Linked DNA regions of Mus musculus: region 2 is linked to region 1. A link is a contact called in public Micro-C data. All regions are on one chromosome and are shown on one strand. The core of a region is the stretch at or near the end of the contact, and the rest is flanking DNA. Distances in the headings are between cores, read along the strand shown. Region 1 holds the start of Cdh22 (cadherin 22). Region 2 holds the start of Eya2 (EYA transcriptional coactivator and phosphatase 2).

Evidence for each region. Hi-C and Micro-C count contacts between places; a contact is called where the count stands out from the background.
Region 2: a contact with region 1 is called in a Micro-C map of embryonic stem cells, with 2.5 times the contacts expected there. The contact joins the promoter of Eya2 here to the promoter of Cdh22 in region 1. A contact is called at or near these places in 1 of 39 promoter capture datasets (liver) and 3 of 484 Hi-C or Micro-C datasets (all in embryonic stem cells).

What each region holds. Positions count from the first base shown.
Region 1 is chr2:165,233,328-165,237,186 of GRCm38.p6, reverse strand. It overlaps Cdh22 (cadherin 22), which reads left to right and starts at 2,450. Exons shown (of 12, transcript NM_174988.3): 1 at 2,450-2,632.
Region 2 is chr2:165,593,507-165,597,515 of GRCm38.p6, reverse strand. It overlaps Eya2 (EYA transcriptional coactivator and phosphatase 2), which reads right to left and starts at 2,488. Exons shown (of 16, transcript NM_001271963.1): 1 at 2,252-2,488.

The DNA of each region.
Region 1 (3,859 bases), core at 1,201-3,700:
AGAGAGGGCAAAGCCAGGGGTGCAGATGACTACTCCAAAGGCCATAATGTACCAAACCCCGCTGGCTCTTCTGATGGAATCTCACAAGTTCCTCCCAGAATAATCCCCAGCCACACCCCTCCCCCAAGTCCTCCATGACTTCATCCAGACCCTGGAAGAGCAAGAGCGATACTCTCCTTGTATGCTCACCTCATACATACTATAGCATAAAGAAACCTGGGATGTCCTAGGCCTGTTGCTTGCCTGGAAGCAACAGTCCCTGTCCCTTCAGCTCAGAGGCCTGAGGAGGATCAAAATCCCCACTATCGCCACTATTCCATGTGCACTGTGACTTTCTGCAAGTTTCACGTTTCTCAGTGCCCCAGCCTCCCTGTCTATAAATTTGTAGGTTGTCTGCTGTGTCAATCAAATGAAATAATCTACATAAAAATTAATAGGTAGTACAGGGCTTACTAGCTGCTGTTGTTACATTGGTGTCATCTGATCTGAGTCAATGCTGGGAAAGAGACCTCTATGACACCCCAAGATTTTCATGGGATCTCTTCCTGTTCTTGCCACCTACTGCTACAGTCAGAAGAGCCCTGGCTTACCCTCTTCCAGAGCAGAGAACCCAGGCAGGATGTACTAACTAATCCACTCTCACCACTTTGCCTGTGTATTCCTGATATTCCAAAATGTTTCCTCGTCTGTAAAATAGGACCGATCTGCATACAAGCAAAATCACAGCAGTTCTGACGATGGTGAATCTCAAGTGCTCCCAGAACCCAGGACGTGAGGCCGCCGAGAGGAGGTTTTTGGATAAGGGTAGGAGGCAACCTAAAGGGGAAGGTGAGATGTTGGGAGAGTAAAAGGTAAGGCTCTAATGGAGTTCTGGGGAGAAGAGACTTTGTGGCTTACCCCACTGTGTGCAGGCAAATGTGGAGGCTATCACAGCCCAGGCCCAAACAACCTATGGCCCTGTAATTAGGTCAGAGTCCTGAGGGGTCAGCACACAGCCAGGCCTGGGGCAGGGACAGAAAAGAAGGATCCACAGCTGCAAAAAGTGAGTCGGGGAGAGAGGGAGAAAGCAGAAAGTGTGGAGATGCATCTGGAAGGCCAGCCTCTGGTCTCTGAAAGCATGAAAGAGTAGAGGCTAAGAATAGAGAGGTTGGGGAGGAAAAAGACCAGGAGACTGCACAAAAGCAACGCTTGGGAGATCAATGAAGGGAATGAACCGAGAGAAGAAGGACTTAAGGGAGGGAACCGGCTGTCGAGGTGGAGAATAAATCTCAAAATAAATAAGAGTGATGGAGTTCAGCTGGAAGGACTAGAAATGCAACCACCCAGAGGAGACACCAGTCACTAGGGAGGAGTGGGAGAGTGGAAATTAGAGCTCCCGGTGGTGAGCAGGCCAGGGCGAGCTGGAGTATGGGTCCCTAGGGACCATCAGGAATCAGGGTCTCGGAGGGAGGGCGTTGTCACCTCTTTAACTCAGCGTCTGTTTTGCAGGCCAGGATGCTTGGTTAGGGGCAGATGGCAAAGACATACAGCTGCACGGTCACTTCAGTCACCTGGCTGGCACCCATGCAGCTAAGAAAAAGGAAACAGTCTAGGCAGAAAAGACATCGGGCATTGGGCTAGCTGAATTTGAGCAAGAACGGAAAATCTGGCTTTGCAAGCGTTTCTGGACAGTGGGGGGTGGGGGTGGATTTTATTAGCCTCATGCTAGAGGGCACGAAGTTTAGGCTGGACTGTCTTGTTTGCCTACTCTTTTATTCTGGCTGGAGGCACAGGACTTCCAGAGCTCGCTCCTAAAGAGGAATGACCAGCGTGGCTCTCTTCCCAGGACAACTGACCTTCCACCTGCCAGCAGACTCCCAGCCCCGGGGCAGGGGCTCTGTCCACCTCAATGTTCAGTGATTGTCTCTGAAGCCTCGGTCTGTGCAAAGGGCCTTTCTGGGCAGCCAGCCAGGGGTGGCCACTTGAGAAGCCCGCCTCTACCTTCGCTTGCACCCCCTTCTTTTGAAGCCGGGCTTTCATAGTGTGTGGGGGAAGGGGGGCTAGATGCAGCGAAGTCTGGCCAGGGGAGTGGTGGGGACAGGGTCTAGTCTGCCACGGGTGCCTCGGGGCAGCTGAACCGCCAGGCAAGGAGGGAGCCCGCTCCCCTCCTGGGGGCGCTCCCTTCGCGCGGATCTGGGCTGGGAGGAGGAGAAGGAGCACTCCCCCGGGGGCTTTCCCGCTGCCGGCGACGGGGGAGACGGAGCCTCCGGGCCCCGCAGGCGAGGGAGGGGTGCGGTCGGGGCGGGGGCCGGGCTCCCCGGCTGGCTGCGGGGTCCGGCCCGGCGGCCGCCTGCGGCTCGGCGCTGCTCGGCGCTCCTGCCCGGCGGGCGCTGCATTCTCCGAGTCTCCACCAGAGGCTGCGGGAGGAAGGAAGGGATCCGTCCCTTGCACACTTCCCCCCTAGTCAGACACGCACACTCCCTCGCTCTCTCGCTCCTCCACACACGCGCGCACTCGCCGCCGCGGCTCCCCCTCTCGCTCCCGCTCTCCCTCGGCTCCTCCGAGCGGACGCCAGAGCCGGACCTGGCTGTGATCCTGCCGCTTGCTGGCGTCCCAAGGCGCGGACCAGGGTGCAGTCCGGCCGCTCCCCAAGGTAAGAGCGCGCGGCACCCGCGGGAGGACAACCGATCGCCGCTGGGGAAGGCTGCGGGCCGGGAGGGTGCACGGGCCGGGGAGAGGCGGGCGCGGCGCGGCGCGGGCTCCGGGGCAACAGCTGAAGCGCGCCCATCCCGCGCCCCCTCCCCGGCGGGGAGACAGGGACTTTCCCACGTCCAAACTTTCCCCGGCGCGGAGCCCAGCCCGGCCACCTCCCGGCCCGGGAGTCGCGGTCCCTGTGTCCTGAGCTCCAGGATGCCCCCGAGGCCGGGGAGGAAGGGGGTGTCTGCGCCAGGGGTGTAGGGCCGGAGTGCGGGGAGGGGTGGGGAGATGGAGAATCCAGCCTCTGTACGGGCCGGGACCCCGGCATTCCCGCCGCCCACCCCGCGCCGCCCCGGCTCGGCTCGCAGCCCCTCCCGGAGGCCCGGCGATCGGCGCGGCGGGAGCGTGTGCGCCGCGCGGGTGCGTGTGCGGGTCGAGCCGCGGCGACACGCGCGGCTGCGGCCACCCCTGGGTGGGGTGAGCTGGACAGGCTATGAGGACCCTTGTGGCCCTGCCGACGTGACCCCCTGCTCCCTTCGGCCGTCGGATGGCCGGTGGAGATTGAGAGGTAGCTCTACCCTCTTCATCCGCACACGACTCCGGGGACTCTGTCCCCACCACGGAGAAGGACCGGGCTTCACAGGCTCACGTCCAAAGCACGCGCCACTCGGGACTGACCCTCCGGAGGCCGGGGTGCGGAACCGGGAGGCGTGGACCTTGCGACTGTGAGGGCGTACAGGCTGCGGGACCCTCGATAGACACTATCCCTAACCACGTCTCCCTTGGCTCGGGACCTGACTTCGCCACTTCCGCTGTGGCCTGGTCGGGTCCCTGCCCCAGCTTGGGTGCTGCTGGAGACGACCCTGTAGGGTGCAGCGGGCGGAGCGCAGAGAGAGGCTGGAGTCCCCCGAGGTCTCCCCAAGCCGCAGAGGCACCCCCTGCTGGCGGGCACAGCAGCGACGGCTGAAGCCTGCGGGGCCCGGCCGGTTGAAGGCTTGTCCGGCTCGCGCTGCTAGGAGCCCCCTGCTTTCTCTCCTACCCTTCCTAGTCGGCGGCGGCGTTGGTCGGAGGGTGTGCGTTCCATCTGATGAGCTCCCTGGGTCCCAGAACCAGCAGGAGTGCTCAACTTGGCCAGAGTCTTGATTGTTAGTATTGGCTACTGCCTCTGCTTCTTCTCCTTCTG
Region 2 (4,009 bases), core at 1,239-3,738, 360 kb before region 1:
AAAAAGGCTGAAAAAAAAATAAGGAAATGATTTCTTCTTTGTGGGATGGAGTCATATTGTCGTGGGGGAAACATCTTAAGTGGATGTGCCTGGACTGTGTATAAGGTTTTTCAAACTGCCAGAATCTCCACAGCGTATTCAACCCAATTCTGAAAGTGGCCGGCTACGCCGCAGACCCGTTTTACTGTGGGCTTTTCCACTCTCCCGACAGCAGCTAGCATTTTATCAATTTATCCATCTGGAACAAGACTCAAAATCTCTTACACACGATTTAAAGCAGCAGGCTTCGGCATCTTGGAAGCACAGTACTATGGGTGGTCCCCCATCCCAAATGCTAACTCTGTCACAGGTCAGCAAATCCTGTTTCTTCATGATGTGTTTAACCCAACACAAAGGCACGAAAAGATGCTAGAACGTAGGTCGTTTAAAAACAAGCACTTTTCAAAGTAATATTAAAAAACAATCAGGGCACATATCTTTTAATTTTTACTTCATATTGTTTAGTTATCTGATACTAGGAAAACAATGTATGTGTTTATGGGTTATTTTTATATACTTGGGTGCAGCAGTACACAAGCGCTCCAAGACACAGGAAGAAAATAACATTCTTTGAAGATAAAACAGTTTATCGAGTTGTGAACTAAGATACAAAGGGGCATAGGAACCTAAAAAGTAGTTTAACACACACAAACACACACACACACTCACACAAACAAACACACAAACACACTCCCACACACACTTGCACCATCTCAGGTTCTCTCAGATCTATTCATACATTGTTGTTGGTTTTTTTTTTTTTTCACAACTGCAGATTTTCAAGTTTCAAATCCAAGCTCATTATTATGCTCAGTCACAAACAAGATTCCAAACATTATCATTTCTTACATAAATAGCCCATTAACTTTCCCCAGTCTGAGGATGTCTAAAGACAGGGAAATATTAGGCTTGGGGGACTTACAGATGCTGCAGAGAAGTGGGAAGGGGAGGGCATTCCTTGGGTAAAACGGCACAATGACCCTTGACAAAGATTGTTTTGAAAAGACCCAGCCTTGGTCCCCACGGACAGCTGTGAATGTTGGGGTCTAACACATCTCCGAGGGCTGGTGTCTCTCTTAAGCTGACCCATGCTCTGGTCATAGAAAATTCTTTCATCCTAGCATCAAGGGCTTGTGGAATTAATAGAATCGGCTTCAAATACAACCACTGTCCCCAGTTATAGTTTCCTTGGGGCGGGAGTTCCCGACTCAGACATAATTCAAATGCTTCCCTGGTGTTTGTAAATCCTAGTACTTTCTCTCACTTCGTTAAACCTTCCCACCAGGAGTGGCTTCTGTACCTCGCACGACATATTTATATATAATATCGCGTTATATATTATATATACTTAAAGTCGTTAAAAGTTATGTAGCATTTCAGACTGAGGCGGGAAGAGGGAGGGAGGATAGGCGATAGCGTTTCTGCCTTGCTTTTTCCACAGGCAAGGAGCGAGGGCTGTCAAGTCTGAGCCCTGGGATGGTTTTGGGGCCCAATGTGCCTTGCAAGAAAATCTCACATTCAACTGCGGAGTAAAGAAAGCACTTTGAGGCTTTAGCGATGGGACACCTCTCCCAGTCCTGCTTCCCTAATACTCCGTGAGCGTGAGAGCTGTTTGAAATGCAATGAAGCAGCTAGGGCTAGTCCACAGCTGCCTGGCTATAGTAACTCAGGTCCGCGCGCTCTCCCCTTACTATGAAACCCAGTCTAAGCGTCCTGATGAAAAGTTGTGTTAAGTTTCAGCTTCAGAGTGAGCGCCCTGAGCTGGACCAGTGCGGGCTACAGGATAGTAAAGACTTTTCAAAAGAAAATCGACGTGGGGGAGGCTGGGCCACGGGCCCCAAGTTCCAGCGAGTTGCACAGCTCCTCGGCCACCCACAACCCCAGCCTTCGGACATCAGCTTGTCTCTTGGATCCTTTGGGTACAATCCGAGATTCAGCACGAGTCTCCTGAGTCTCCTCCGAGGCCAAACAACAAACCAAACGCAGAGACCCGGCCGCGTCCTGCACTTGTCCGGCGCACTGGAGTTGCTAACTTCAGTCACTGCGCCCCGCACCCCCCCTCACCTGGAACACAAGGGGAAACTGAGGCCCTGAGACCCAAAGGGATCTCAAGACTGGATCTGCTGCCGGCGGCCGAGTTTCCGCTCCTTTAGTGTCTACGGGGTCCCCGGGAGACGCGGTCCCACCCGGTGTCCCCGAGCGCGGTACTCACCCGCACAGTGCAGAGTCGTCCCGAGCGGGCCAGGCCGGGAGATGGCACGCGGAGCGAATGTCGCAGGGCTGCGGCAGCCTCCTGTGCCGGGGACCGGCCCCCTGTCCCGGCCGCGGGTCTCCTGCGCCCCCGCCGGGCCGCGCCGTGCGTGGGGGCCGCGGGGCGCGGCGCTGGCTCCGGGCGGGGAGTCGGCCCTGCAGTGCGCGCTGCTCTCGCTGCCGCCGCTGCGCTCCCGGAGGAGGGACGCGCCGGCCTCCTCCCTGCGGCGACGCCCACGCCGCCTCCCGGCCCCGCAGCGTCCTCACCGTGGCCAGGCGCGGCCCCAGAGAGTCAGCAGCGCAGACGGGGACCGCACACATGCATTCATCCGCCCATCATCCACCCACCCATCATCTATCTATCTATCTATCTATCTATCCATCCATCCATCCATCCATCCATCCATTCATTCATTCATCCATCCATCCTCCATCCACTCGACTGTCCGTGCCTGGTCAACTGCTCCACTACAATAAGACCAACTCGTTTTCTGTCATCCTGGAACTTTGCATCCACGTTGAGAGTGGGAATCACGAACAAAGAATCCAGGGAAAAAGGCAGCTGAAGAAAGTTGTAAATACCAAGGAGAGGGAAAGAAGGGCTTGTGGGTGGCCGGGCAGCAGAGCGGTCCAGGAAGATGTCTCTGTGGAGGTGTCACCTCAATTACAGGAAAGTGTGAGTGTGAGGGTGAGCGTGTATGTATTAGGCCAGAGGTCAGCAGTACTGTTTTTGTCAATAGCTCTCCCCCCACCCCCCAACGCAAGGTTTCTTTTTGAAGATGGAGGTTTTTGATTCAGGATTCAGCTGGAGGGGCTGGCCAGCAAGCTTGCTCCAGGGATCCTCCTGCCTCTGCCTCTTAGGCGACGCATTATAGGCACCTGCTGCCACGCCTAGCATTTTACTTAGCTACTGGGGATCTGAACTCAAGCCCTTCTGCTAGCATGGTGCTTTAATGACTATGCCATTCCCCAGTCCCAGTGCCTCCCTTATGGGGGCTCAGCTGGCTTCAGATTACTACTGCTGCTGCTCAGATACTGGGACTTCAGGTGTCTCCAAGTCAGGCTTTGGGTCCCTTAGCCAAACCAGTCAGTCTCTGGGCCCCTTATGAGTCCCTAGTGGGAAACTAGAAATGGGCCTCAGCTGGACCCCAGAGGTGAAAGATCTATTCCAAGTTTACACACGCCAGCTTCTTTTGGCTTCTCTAGCTGTGCTCAGGATAGATTAGGTGACTCTGAACTCTGACTTGTTCCAGAAGCTCCTGCTCTAGAAGATCTGATGCCCTCTGCTGGCCTCTGCAAGCACTGCACTCACATGCACAATTCCCCCCCCCCCCCCCAAATACAGACAATAAAAATAAAACTAGGGGCTGGAGGGATAGCTCGACAGTTAAGGGTCCTGTTACTCTTGCAGAAGACCCTGGTTAAGTTCCCAGAACTCACATGGCAGCTAATAGCTATCCTAACCAGGCCTGCACATGGTACACAGACATACGTACAAGCAGGATGCTCATACACAAAAAATCAAATCAAGTCGGAACCAGTTGTGAACCCTTTCCTTGATTTAGAGAGATAATCACCTGTATGTGTAATTCTTTAAAAGGGGTCCCCAAGTGTAGATGGGTCAGGCTCTGGCATTGCTGGCTCTGTCTCCCGTCTTATCTGTTTCCTTCCCACCACAGACACCATACCAGAGCAAGTACCTACCGTTGTCATGGCTGTC